Regions from separate parts of the Mus musculus genome. Here region 1 is linked to region 2. The links are chromatin contacts, called in public HiChIP or PLAC-seq maps. All regions are on one chromosome and are shown on one strand. The core of a region is the stretch at or near the end of the contact, and the rest is flanking DNA. Distances in the headings are between cores, read along the strand shown.

Region 1 (6,776 bases), core at 102-2,601, 150 kb after region 2:
GATTCTTTTTTCCTTAATTGTTGCTATTGCATGTGTGTGTTCCTAAATACATACATTCAGCCTGCTTGGTCTTTACATTATTTGTGTGTGTGTGTGTGTGTGTGTGTGTGTGTGTGTGTGTGTGTGTGTGTGTGTGTTTCCAGGGCTGACCATTTGATAGTAGATGACCAGCTAGAGTGCTCTCGTGTCCCTTAGTTGCCTGTAATTCTTTGTCCAGGGCTGAGGCTTCATGTACTTCCTCTGCCCTCTTTAGCCCTTCTTCAGCTTGTGTTTAGCAGACCTATTGGTGAGACTTTGTAGGTACAACTTCTGAAGTTCTTAGGAGAGACAGCCTCACAGCAAATCTGTTCTTCTGGCTCCTACAGTCTTTCTTTCCTCACGTCAGCACCGTTCCCTGAGCCTTCAGTGTGGGAGTTGTATAATAGAAGCATCCCTTGGTACACTGGGCTCCAACCTCCGGGGTTTTTTTGTTTGTTTGTTTGTTTGTTTTTCTGTAATGATTTCTCCATCTGCCACAAAGAAAATTTTCCTTGATGAGGGATGAAGACTATAACTTTAAATTTTCTTTGGTTTAGGGCTTAGCAGGTAAAGTCACTTGCTACCAAGCCTGACAACCTAAGATCCATCCCACGATAGAATGGACTCCTGGGAAATTGTCCCCTGACCTCCACACGTGTACATGGCAAGCACATGTCTCCCTGCATTTAATAAACGTAATTTTTTAAAAATCATTTTTTTAAAGTCTTGGTTTAATGATCTAAGGCTCTGGAACTGAAAGGTCTAATGTATTTCTTCCGATTCTCATACTATCATGGCTGGTAAAGGGCCAAGCAGGTCCAATATGAAACAGAATTTGTAATCTGTATTTAGCAAGGACTATCCCTGATGATAGCAGATATAAGTCCATCATCCAAAACACTACTTTCAAGGCTTTTATTTTTCAATCAAGCTTCTTTTTGGCCAAAATATGGTTAGTGTGTCCGCTGGTTCAGCTTCAGACGTGGCTGAGGGACCATTTCCTACCTCTCATAGATTCGTATCATTTATTTAAACTCTCTCTCTAATCCGAATGCTCTGATCGCAACTGACTAACGGGATTCATGTCATCGAGTAGCTATTCAACCTCATCCAAGGAGTGTGCGCACCTTAACACAATAGCTCCAAGGCACACCCACTGCAAGGGACAAAGGGAGTCTGTGTCAGCACGTGACAAAGGCATTATTATAATTTGGCTCATTTCTCCGGTTTGAAGCTGGGTCTCAGTTCTTGGAGGAAGGCAGAGCTAGGGAAGGTTGACCCTCTACCCAGTACAGCTCTGCTGCCCTCTCCACCTCAGAACAGTTAGTGTAGAAAGAACCGTGCAGGGAGAGAGAAATAGCAGGAGACGATTATCAACTATGGATTGAAATCCTCAAAGACTGGACTTCAGAACCAGCTCTCAACTCACTGTGAGATCTGAAATAAGACACAGAGCCTCCTAAGTCCAGCCATCCTCCTCCAGGGATAACAGCAGCGCGTCCGGACATCGCGTATGAAATGACACCTGGTGTATGTTAGCATTCCCTCTTGAACAGCCTGTTCCCTGTGTGAATGTGCAGTCTGCTCCTCCCTCCCAGCATAAAACTGCATTTACTTTAACTAACATAACCAATCTCGAAGCTCTAATTTCCACGACAGCTGTCTCCTGGCCTCCAAATTTCATTTGTTCCTCTAAAATGAAGTTGTTTACATAGAGGCTTGTTGCTCAGGACCGGCTCTGGTTGCTTTGGCGCCACCTGGTGGCTTACCGTGGGAATTGCGTCTGAGCCTGGTACCTAGTACAGGAGGTTTCCTTTTGAGTGTAGGGCTGAACCAATTGATTATACGTACTCATGGTGAATTCACAGAAGTCGACTTTTACATTATTCCTTAAGGCCAGTGAAGTTGACTTTTTGTTTGTCAACTTTAAAGTGAGCTTGTATATTTAAATATTGAATTGCAGCTATCAGGTAGCAGTTCACAATGGTGGCAGATTGCAAAATGATCTTTATTTTCACTCATGGGGATAAGTCTCATCCAAGTAGCTGTTCAGCACTGCGCTTGCAGAAGATTTCAGGTCACAAATCCTATCACAAATCACCGTGAGTTTCCTACTTTCCACAGGCTCTTTAGAGCCACCCTGCAATAAGATAGCAAGTGTGACTATCCTCTCTACTAAGGTAGTTTATAAAGGGGTAAGGAGTCTTCCCCAAGCTGTGCAAATGAGAGATTTGGCACTTGAAGGACATGTGGGGCTTTATACAGCCACCAGAACTGTTGGGTTGTGGGACACTGTATCGTGTCTCTGATCCAGAGGCTGGAGTATCTCATCTGAGTGGAGTCTTGCTTCACCTAGCACGGAAGTGCTCTGGGCTCGTATATGTTTGTAAGTTTGGGTAGCATTGGGCTGCATCTACGTATCCCAGTTTCTTTGTGCATTCATTCCATTGATGGGCTGACGCCCTACCTTAGATCCCATGCTGCTACATTAAACAGAGTGCCCATGTGTCTTAAGCACACTGACTTTTTTGCCTTTGTTTACACACCCGCCCACCATCACATCACCTTCAGCCTTCATGCAGTCATGGATCCCACTATGAACTGTTTTAGCAAAGCCCGGGCCTGCTGCACTCAGCTGATATTCACAGTGGCTTGTACAGTTTTGGCCTTTCAACAGCAGACAAGGAAGCTGTTGAACGTGGAGGTACAAAGTCTCTATTGCTATAAACAGTAAACTGATCAAAAGGATTGATTTATTTTGTAAGTTCAGTAAATTCCTACCTTTAATCCTCCTGCCTGGATGACAGACCCAGACCGTTCTCCGAGCTGCTCGTAGCTCTGGGATGTCCTCTGACTTCTGGGTCTGAAGAGTTCTGCTCTCCTTGCTCATGCTAATCACATGACTTGATTCTTCATCCCATTGACTAAGCGCATAACTCTTGACGTGCACAATTGTGATTGGCTAGGTTTTAAAGACTTGATTAAGTGGTATCTCTGGTTCATCAGTTCCCCTCAGTGATTTTATGCAGAGCTGAGAGAATATAAGTAAGTAGGTTTCACTTAGCAGTCCACACCAAAGGTAATAATGGAGAACTTAGCGTCAAGCCAGCTCTGTAGGACACAATACCTACCTCCCCAGAACCTCATAGCACAGATGGGAAAATAAAAGCTACAGGCTTGCTTCAGTCATTGCACTCAACGCCAATGAGAAAAATGCAAAGTGAGACTCTGAAGTGTTTACTTACAGGCAGAAACTTGGTCATGGCGGAGCCATTTCGAACCGGCGCTTGCCAGAAGATAGCGTCCTCAGTCGAGCCTGTAGATCACGACAGCCAGTCATTTATTTACCTTCAGCCTTGGAAGCGTGATCAGTCGTCAGGCGTACGTACTGATGATGCTCTGTGTTATCAGTCGTCAGATGTACGTACGTACTGATGATGCTCTGCTTTCGTCAGACGTACGTACTAATGATGCTCTCTCTGCCTTCGCCGTGCAGATCTTGCTGGGTCAGAAGTACAACCATTCCGTCGACTGGTGGTCCTTCGGGGTGCTCGTTTATGAGATGCTGATTGGCCAGTCCCCCTTCCACGGGCAGGACGAGGAGGAGCTGTTCCACTCCATCCGCATGGACAACCCCTTCTACCCGAGGTGGCTCGAAAGGGAGGCCAAGGACCTTCTAGTGAAGGTAAGACCTGAAGCCAAAGCCTGGGGCGCGCGTGGCTCACGGGGCGAGCGCCGCCCTGAAGTGTCCCCCAGCATTAGGAAGACAAGGCTGCAGAGATGGCTCAGTGTTTAAGAGCAATGACAGCTCTTCTAGAGGTCGTGAGTTCAATTCCCACCAACCACATGGCGGCTCACAACCATCTGCAATGAGATCCGATGCCTCTACTGTTACGTTTGAAGACAGCTACAGTGTACTCATGTAAATAAAATATATAAGTAATTTTTTTAAGTGACGGCAAGAGGAAGGAAGTAAAGCAAATCCTCTTTCCATCACTTTTAAGAGAAATGTCAAGGCAGGCTTGGTGACTCTGGCTCTTTAAGCAATCCCAGTACATGGCTTACTGCATCCTTTGTTTCCTATATGCAATACCTCTTTGGCCAGTGCGTCCTCCATCCCTGTTTGAACCTTCAGCAGGATGCAGACATCTCTGTTCTCTCCAGTGAAAGACAACCCTCTTAGGTCACAAACATCTTCTCATCGAGAAGCTGAAAGCATGGAGCCCGAGGCCCCAGTCAGCCTGTCAGACTCCTTGTGCATGCAAGCCTGCCACCCACCTCTGTCAGAGTTCTGGCCTGTGGAGGAGGGTTTACAGTCACACTGAGGTCATCTGCGACCTAGTTCTCTACCCTTTCAACTCTTGGGTCTCTGCTCAGGCCCGTAGTGATATAGTATTATAATACATGTAATAACAAGCACACGTGTTAGTATACATATATATCATATACACACATACACATATACATATATACTTATAGACAGCCTGAGTTCATTATGCATTATTAACCAATGAGACATCTCTCCAGCCCCTATTAATGAATTTTAAATCAAAATTTTGAAAGCATTTCAATGGATGGGATACAGTTCAGTGACAGGGTTCTTGTTTTTTTGTTTTGTTTTAAGCATACAAAGGTTCTAGTTTTCCCTCTCAGTACCAAAGCAAGGAGAGAGAGAAGGAAAGAAGGAAAGAAAGGGAAAGAAAAGAAGGAAAAAAGCAAGAGATTCCAAGACTCATCTTTCTCACTACTTGGCTTTTTTCCCCCTTGTGAAGAACTATTTAGGATTAAATCGAAAAGACTTTGTACTTCCATGTCTCTAAGGCAAGTGACAACTTGTCTGAGGTATTAGACATTTGGAAGCGACTCCAGAGCTCTCCCTGAGAATCAGGACCTCGAATCAGAGAGGCAGTGACAAAGCCTCATAGGAAACTCGGCCCGAGGTTAATAGAAGTAGGTATTTAGAATCCAGCTTGCACCTTCTGACTATGAGCCAAGCAAGCACCGAGCCCAGAAAACTCCCTGAATGGCCAATTAGATTCACTTTTAATGAGCAAACAAAACACACATAGAATAAAAGCTAATTTAAAAACTAGTTGTTGTTGTTTTTTTTTTTTTTTAAAGATGACAGAGGCAAAAAGAAGCTAGTGGGGTTTAAATGCACACAGTCTCACTTTACGTAAAGGCAAGTTCAAATTTCATGACAGTCAGAACGTTTTTCTTCACACTTGGCTCTGTGAAGAGCTCAAAGTGAATTGAACATGTCAGCTACAGATGCCATAACAAAACATACCCAGACTAATCAGACAATTTCTTTCTCACCATTTCTTAACTGCTTGGCACGCTGTCAGATGGCAAAGTGCACACAGATCAGATCCCCCTGCCTCCAGCAAGCTGGACTTATTGCACACTGGAATACACAGATGCATCTTACACAGCAGACAATTATTTCTTACCATTCTGGAGGTTACACATCCAAGATTAAGGTCCATCAGGGTCAGTTCTTGGTCCTGGCTCTCTTCGTAGAGAGATCTTGCTCTATCTGGAGGAGTGAGCTGAGAAAAGACTCTAGGGTCTCTCTCTTTCCTTCCTTCCTTCCTTCCTTCCTTCCTTCCTTCCTTTCTTTTTTTCTTTCTTTCTTTCTTTCTTCCTCTCTCTCTCTCTCTCTCTCTCTCTCTCTCTCTCTCTCTCTCTTTCTTATTTGGGTTTTTTAAAACAAGTTTTCTCTGTGTAGCCCTGGCTGTTCCTGGAACTTGCTCTGTAAACCAGGCTGGCCTTGAACTCAGACCCCCATGCCTCTGATCCGAGAGTACTGGGATTAAAGGCCTTGAGTGGCCACGACCAACTCATTCTTTTTTTCTTGTTTGTTTTTGTTTTTTGTTTGTTTGTTTGTTTCGAGACAAAGTTTCTCTGTGTAGCCCTGGCTGTCCTAGAACTCACTCTGTAGACCAGGCTGCCCTTGAACTCAGAGATCTGCCTGCCTCTGCCTCCCGAGTGCTGGAATTAAAGGCGTGCGCCACCACTGCCCAGCTTATTTTTAAGGACACTAATCTAAGGAGGTTAGAGCTCCAGCCCCGTGGCCTCATCTAACCTTCACCAGTTCCACAAAGTCCCTCTCCGCAGTCACACTAGAGTCAGGACTTCAATATATGACTTTTGAGGGGTTTATCACTCAGTCTCTAGCATGACAGCTATCTTGAGGTACCAAGACCAACAGAACTTTCTGGAAAAAGAGAAATGAAGACCCTTGTTCTTCCGGCCATCAGGAGCCTGTCAGTCAGAGAAGTCATCAGACGGGGCCCGAAGTTATTTGCAATGCCCCAACACTGTGGATGTTCCATAGCCAGCCTTCCCACTGTGCCTTCCAAATTCGCGGTCCCCCTCAGGGTCTGGGACGTTGCCAGGAATAGGTAAAGTAGAGACAGGCAGGCAGGCAGAACCAGGAGTAACTTATGGAGGAAAGCTGGGGGAGGGGACGGGCTAGTTGCCAAGCTAAGGATTGAGAAAGAGGAAAGGGTCACTTCTAAAAAACGGAAATGGAGAATGTGTAACAGACACCCACGCCACAATGAAAGGGCAAGAGAATTGATACCTCACGACCGCTGCTGCGTGAATTATAGATCCCAAAGGCAAAAAGTTTCATCCCGAGGGTGGGCGCTCTCAGGAACCAATCATGGTGGCCGGTGTGGAGGAATGGGAGGAGCGGGTATGCAGGCGCCGAGCAAGGGACCAATCAAGCTGGCTGGTCCAGAGGTGTGAAT
Region 2 (5,965 bases), core at 1,759-4,258:
TTTCATAAATTCATTCTTTTTAATAGCTGAGTAGTACTCCATTGTGTAGATGTACCACATTTTCTGTATCCATTCCTCTGTTGAGGGGCATCTGGGTTCTTTCCAGCTTCTGGCTATTATAAATAAGGCTGCTATGAACATAGTGGAGCATGTGTCCTTCTTACCAGTTGGGGCATCTTCTGGATATATGCCCAGGAGAGGTATTGCTGGATCCTCCGGTAGTACTATGTCCAATTTTCTGAGGAACCGCCAGACGGATTTCCAGAGTGGCCTACCACACTCTTGCCAAAAACTGAAAATTAAAATAAAAAGCAATCATCGGTTCAGCTCATTCTTCAACCCAGAAAGTCCTTACTAGAAAAGAGAGTCTCTGCTGGCCAAACAAAGCCAATGAGCAGAAAAGAAACAGCTCATTGCTGTCTAAGAACTAGGAAGGAACACAGAAACAAGAATCTCTGAGGAATGAATGAATAAGCCCAGGGTGTAAATACTACAGAGACTAAGGTGGTCTGATGGTGGTGGAAACACTCATGTTATATTTCAATATCAATGATTGAAAACAGGAAGTGTAATTAACAATCCCACCCTTATCTTTCCCTGGCTTGTTATACTGCCAAAAAGAAAGGCAACAAAATATTGCCTGAATGCCCATGTCGCTCCCTCACTGAATGACCCTGTGTGCTTGTCGCACACTCTCTGTGAATGAGTTTGATACTGTAGTCTGCCACTCACACAGGTCTCTCCCTTTAGATCTGTCTATTTTCTGATTTTATCTATTATTGCCTTCAAACACAAATGATAATATACTTCTGTATTATTTGTGTGTGAGAAAGAGAAAGAGAGCATGTGTGTTTGGGTGCATACGTGTATGTATGCACAGAGAGTAACCTGAGAGGTCCTGCTTAGGAGCTCTTCGCTTTATTTTGAGGCAGTCTCTCATGAGGACCTCGGGCTCACAGACTAAACTAGACTTGCTGGAGAGCAAGGACATAAGCCTCTTGTCTCTGCTTCTCTCTTGGCTCCAGGGTTACAAAAGTCCACCATGCTGTTTGGCTTTTTTTTCTGAGGTTCAAATTCAGGCCCCCATACTTTCAGAGCAAGCACTTCTCTGACTAAGCCATCTCTCTAGTCTGTTTTATTTTTTATATTTTGTTTACTATTTATTGTCTGTCCCTCTGATGAAATAAAGACATCTTAGATATATTTTTACAAATCTATCAGATGTCCATAGCAAAATATATTCATATCAAAGCCTGACTTTTATAAGGACCCACTCCATGTTCATTGACTGCATAACTGCCGTCTGTCTCTCTCTTGTTTGTTCTAGTCCATTGTAGATTCTTTTAACATGAGAGCCACTTTCAACACGCATTGATATCCCAGCATGTAATAAGTACTTTATAAAGTAGAATAAATTGAGAGCAGAAAAAGACCACAGTCTGTGTCCTTCAGAAGTTGGCCTGGAATGTCAGCTAGGACAGGCTAATTCTCTTGTTAGACATAAACTACCTCAGAAGAGACCAGCCTCAGAGACATTGACTCTGAGCTAATTGTGAAGTGAAACAAAGCAGGTCCACTTCCTAATTCCATCTAAGCATAGGCAAAAATTATAATAAAGTCACCCATAAATATCTAATACCCCTCCTCGGAACCAGTGAGAAGCAGCTGCCCTACCAGTCCTTCCAGCCTCCATCCCTTGGATTACTTACTGGTTTCATGGACTTCATGTGTCTACAAAGAACTCATATCCTTGCACCATCTCCTGATTACAGCTCAAAGTCTATATACTGTTACTGCACTTTTTAAACCCTCCATAGTGTGTATTTTCCCTCACTGCAATAAATAATTAGCCTGTCCTTTCTACAGAAGGATTTTGAGTGGCCCTTGGCTAAAGACCATTGACAGAATAAATGGTTTAATTAATGTGAGTATTTCATGAATTAGCTACCTAAGGATCTCAAAAGTCTTTTGAATGTTTTAATTCCCTGAAGCCATTAGAAAAGAAGTTCATCTCCTCATTGCTTCTCCATCAAAAGAGACAGATCCTCCTACCTTCAGGCAATTCTCAGGATCCTTATAGCAACAGGATTTAGTCATTTAAAATAAACCCCATACATCAAGGGAATAGGTTGTGAAAACCTTGTGGGTATGTAATCAAACCAGCTGTGTTATACATATGTATGTATATTTATTTATTCATGACCATGAATTCATAGCTTATACAAAACAAATTTAAGTTATATCTCTGATTCATAGTCAGCTACATTTGATAGATAATGATGTTAGGTGATAGATAGATAGATAGATAGATAGATAGATAGATAGATAGATAGATAGATAGATAGATAGATGATAGATAGATAGGATAGTAATGATACATAGAAAGAGAGTGGCAGACAGACAGATAGACATAGATGGATGATAAATCTAAATTTCAAGTTTATTTAAAAACAAAATGGTAAGTATCACTGTATGTTCCATGTTCCATTAACCAAAAGAAATGACAATAAAGGGGGCCCAGGGAAGGAGGAAGGATTTGGATGCAAAGGATGCCAATCCCCGATTAGAAATTGATGAGAACAGATTTTCTTCTGTCTACTGCATAAAAAAGAATCCCAGTATAAACAGCTTATCTTCAATATGCGCAGAAGTGAGTGTGTTTGAAAACCAAATCAAAACAGGGAGAAGAAAGATAGTGGGGAAGAAAAGGGAAGGGAATGCGAGAAACCGAGATGGGAAAGGGGCAGAGGAAGGGATCCAGTTATCTGGGGAGTAGAAATTTGCCCAAGGCAGGGAGGGTGTTTTCCTCAGTTTTTAGGTCATGTGAGTCTCTTAACTGGTTTTTATGCCTTGAATAACAAACGTTTCCAACCGGTGTTAAAGTCTAAGGCCCCAGGTGGTGGTGCTGTTTGGGAGGCTCTGGAAACTTTAGGAGGTAGGACCTAGCCATAGCCAGAGAAAGAGCTCTAGGAGAGGTTTTTTGGGGTGTTTTGCTCCTCCCCTCCCTACTTCCTGTCAGCCATGAAGAGAGGAATCCCTTCCTCCACACACTCCTGCCACAGCGATGCCCAGGCCCACAGAGCCAACAGAACCACGAACCTTCTGAAACTGAGATAAAAGAAATACTTCCTTCTCTAAATTATTTACGGAAAAAATACTTGATCACAATGATAATAAAACCAACACGGTGGTGTTTGCTCAGGTTAACCTCTACCCTCCCATGAGACTAGAAGACAGAATTCATGTCTTGGGATGTTGACTAGAACATATATTAACTGTTCCTGGCAGCCTTGTTTATAGGCAGAAGCTTGGGGACTGCAGCCTTGATCCTAAGGACACAGCTTGAACTTAGAAACCATGCTAGTGTTTGTACACAGCATTTAGTGTAAGAGTAAAAAATGGTTTTCCTAAAAGTTCACAGTCATTACAGGCCAAGGTCAAGTATTTGACTCAGAGGAGTCCAAATTTGGTCCAGAAGTTTGGTCTTTATTAATGGTAAAACATCTCTGGACTCCATACACCTATCAAATGACTTCTGCCATCCTGGTGTTGACTATAACAGACATCAACACTGTCTCTTTCATCTCCCTGATCTCCTTGTTCTATGTGTAGCACACATCAGCTTGAATGTGTCTGATGTCACACCTACTCTGGGAGGGTCAGGGCATTGAGGAGGAATTTGTATATCTCAACTCTTATCCAGTATTCCAGGTCTCAGGGAGGCAGCACCCACCATTTCGCTAGCCATGTGCATCTGCAGTTTTGTAAGATGCCTATGGATGCTGAGCCATACTGGTTTGGGGAAGCAGATCTCATATTCATCTGCCAGAGGCTAAAGCAGGTCTACAGGCAAAATCTCTACAGCAGATTCAGGTTCAACTCTGCCTGCTCTGTGTCTGACACTGGGACACTCATTTGTTTAAAAGAAACTAGATATCAAGAAAACAAATAGCCCAATTTAAAAATGGGGTACAATCTAAACAAAGAATTCTCAATAGAGGAAACCCAAATGACTGGGAAACACTTGCCTTAGCTGTCAGGGAAATGCAAATCAAAGCTACATTGAGATTCCATCCTATACCTGTCAGAACATCAAAATCAGTAACACAAATGACAGATGATGCTGACAAGGAGAACACTCCTCCATTGCTGGTGGGACTGCAAACTTGGACAACCACTATGAAAATCAGTATTGTGATTCCTCAGAAAACTGGGAATTGATCTACCTCAAAACTCACCTATACCATTCTTGGACATATACCTGAGAAACATTTCATTCTACCTCAGAGACACTTGCTCAAATATGTTCATAGTAGCTTTATTCATAATAGACAGAAACTGGAAACAAGCTAGATGCCCCTCAACCAAAGAAGAAAACATGGGTACATTTACACAATGGAGTATTGCTCAGTTGTTTAAAGACAATATCATGAACTTTGCAGGCAAATGAATGGAAGTAGGAAAAAATCATCCTGAGTGAGGTAACTCAGACTCAGAAAGACAAACATGGTATGTACATGCTTATAAGGGGATATTAACTGTTGGGTAAAGGTTAACCATAGTGCAGCCCACAGATCCAGAAAGTCTAAGTGGACAGGAGGACTGTAGGGGGGATGCACGGATCATCCTGGGAAGGGGAAATAGATTTCTGTGGGTGGACTAGAAGACAGGTGGGAATGGGAGCAGGTGGAATCAGGTTGAGGATGGGGAGGATGGAGAGAAAGACTATGGGGAGAGATGACTGGAATTGAATTGATGTGGAAACCTACTGCTATAGGAACTCCCAGTTCTGTGGCGCTGGTCCTAGTGAGGACTCCTACTAATGGAGACTACAGAGCCTGAACCAGCCATGCTCTATAACCAGGCAAGGCTTCCAGTGGTGGAACTGAGACACCAACCAAACCACACAGCCTTCGACTGACAGTCTATCCTGTCTGCAAGATGTGGTGCGGCATTGGAGGCACAGAAGTCGTGGGAGTGGCCAACCAGGGACTGATATAACTTTAGATTTATGCCACGAGAGGGAACCCATGCCTGACACTTCCTGAATGGCCAGGACCCAGAGAGGAAAAAAAATCAATAAAGTGATTCCTAATGATAGTCTGCCATATGCATAGATCAATGCCTAGCCCGACCCACCCCCACCGGAGCTGATGGGAGCACATACAGAACCCACAGCCAATCATTAGGTAGAGAGAGATCCCAAGCTGGAGATCTCCATCCGGCCCCTCCCCTCAGAGTTCAGCGATCCCTGTGAAAGATGGGAAGGAAGAACTGTCGGAGCCACAGGGGTCAAGTGCACCAGAAGAACAAATCCCACAGAAGGTCCACAACTCAGCAAGGCTTATTATAGGGCATCACAAAGACTAAAGCGGCAATCATGAAGTCTGCATGGGTCTGTGCTGGGTCTTTTGCATATGTTAGGGTGTTTCTGTGGGACTCGTAACAGTGGGAGTAGGTTCTGACTCTTTCACTTGCTCTTAGGATCCTTTTCCTCCTCCTGGGTTGCCTTGTCCAGCTTTGATGTGAGGGTTTGTGCCAATTCTTATTATAACATGCTATTTAGCGTTCCTGTTGATATTTCTGGGAGACCTTTTTGGGAAACAAAGGAAGAGTGAATCTGGCGTAGGGAGGGGACTGGGGGTGGGGAGCTGTGGTCAGTATGTAATTGATTGTATTGAAAACAAAATAAGTCAGGCAGTGGTGCCACATGCCTTTAATCCCGGCATTTAGGATGCAGAGGCAGGCAGATTTCTGAGTTCATGTCTTGGGAAGCATGTGGCAATTAGAGGACTCTTCCAAGAGCTGGTTCTCACCTTCCATTCCCCTCCAACCTCTGTCATGCTATGGACCACAGGCTCCCTGCTTCTGCTCCCCAGCTCCCAGGCACTTCTCCTTTCCCACCGTTGTCTCACCTTAGGAGTGCTAGGACTGCAGGCTGTGCCTTGACATCTAGGGAGGCTTT

Evidence for each region. HiChIP or PLAC-seq counts read pairs in DNA pulled down with a chosen protein or histone mark.
Region 1: an H3K27ac HiChIP or PLAC-seq map of regulatory T cells shows a contact between it and region 2, with 5 times the contacts expected there. The contact joins two enhancer-like sites. A contact is called at or near these places in 2 of 15 datasets of contacts at CTCF or cohesin (CD8 T cells and large pre-B cells), 7 of 484 Hi-C or Micro-C datasets (B cells, cortical neurons, embryonic fibroblasts and 2 more) and 2 of 115 datasets of contacts at active chromatin or transcription factors (the HPC-7 cell line and regulatory T cells).

The regions. Positions count from the first base shown.
Region 1 is chr2:11,286,875-11,293,650 of GRCm38.p6, forward strand. It overlaps Prkcq (protein kinase C, theta), which reads left to right. Exons shown (of 18, transcript NM_008859.2): 16 at 3,515-3,703. Among named protein-coding and RNA genes, the nearest start is that of Gm13293, 49 kb to the right of the region's middle. Within about 2 kb of position 1,352, at least 20 of the 459 cell types and tissues checked have an H3K27ac peak or open chromatin away from gene starts, as enhancers often do. A contact at or near this core is called in CD8 T cells and regulatory T cells, where this site is marked.
Region 2 is chr2:11,132,908-11,138,872 of GRCm38.p6, forward strand. No RefSeq gene overlaps it. Among named protein-coding and RNA genes, the nearest start is that of Prkcq, 36 kb to the right of the region's middle. Within about 2 kb of position 3,009, at least 7 of the 459 cell types and tissues checked have an H3K27ac peak or open chromatin away from gene starts, as enhancers often do. A contact at or near this core is called in CD8 T cells and regulatory T cells, where this site is marked.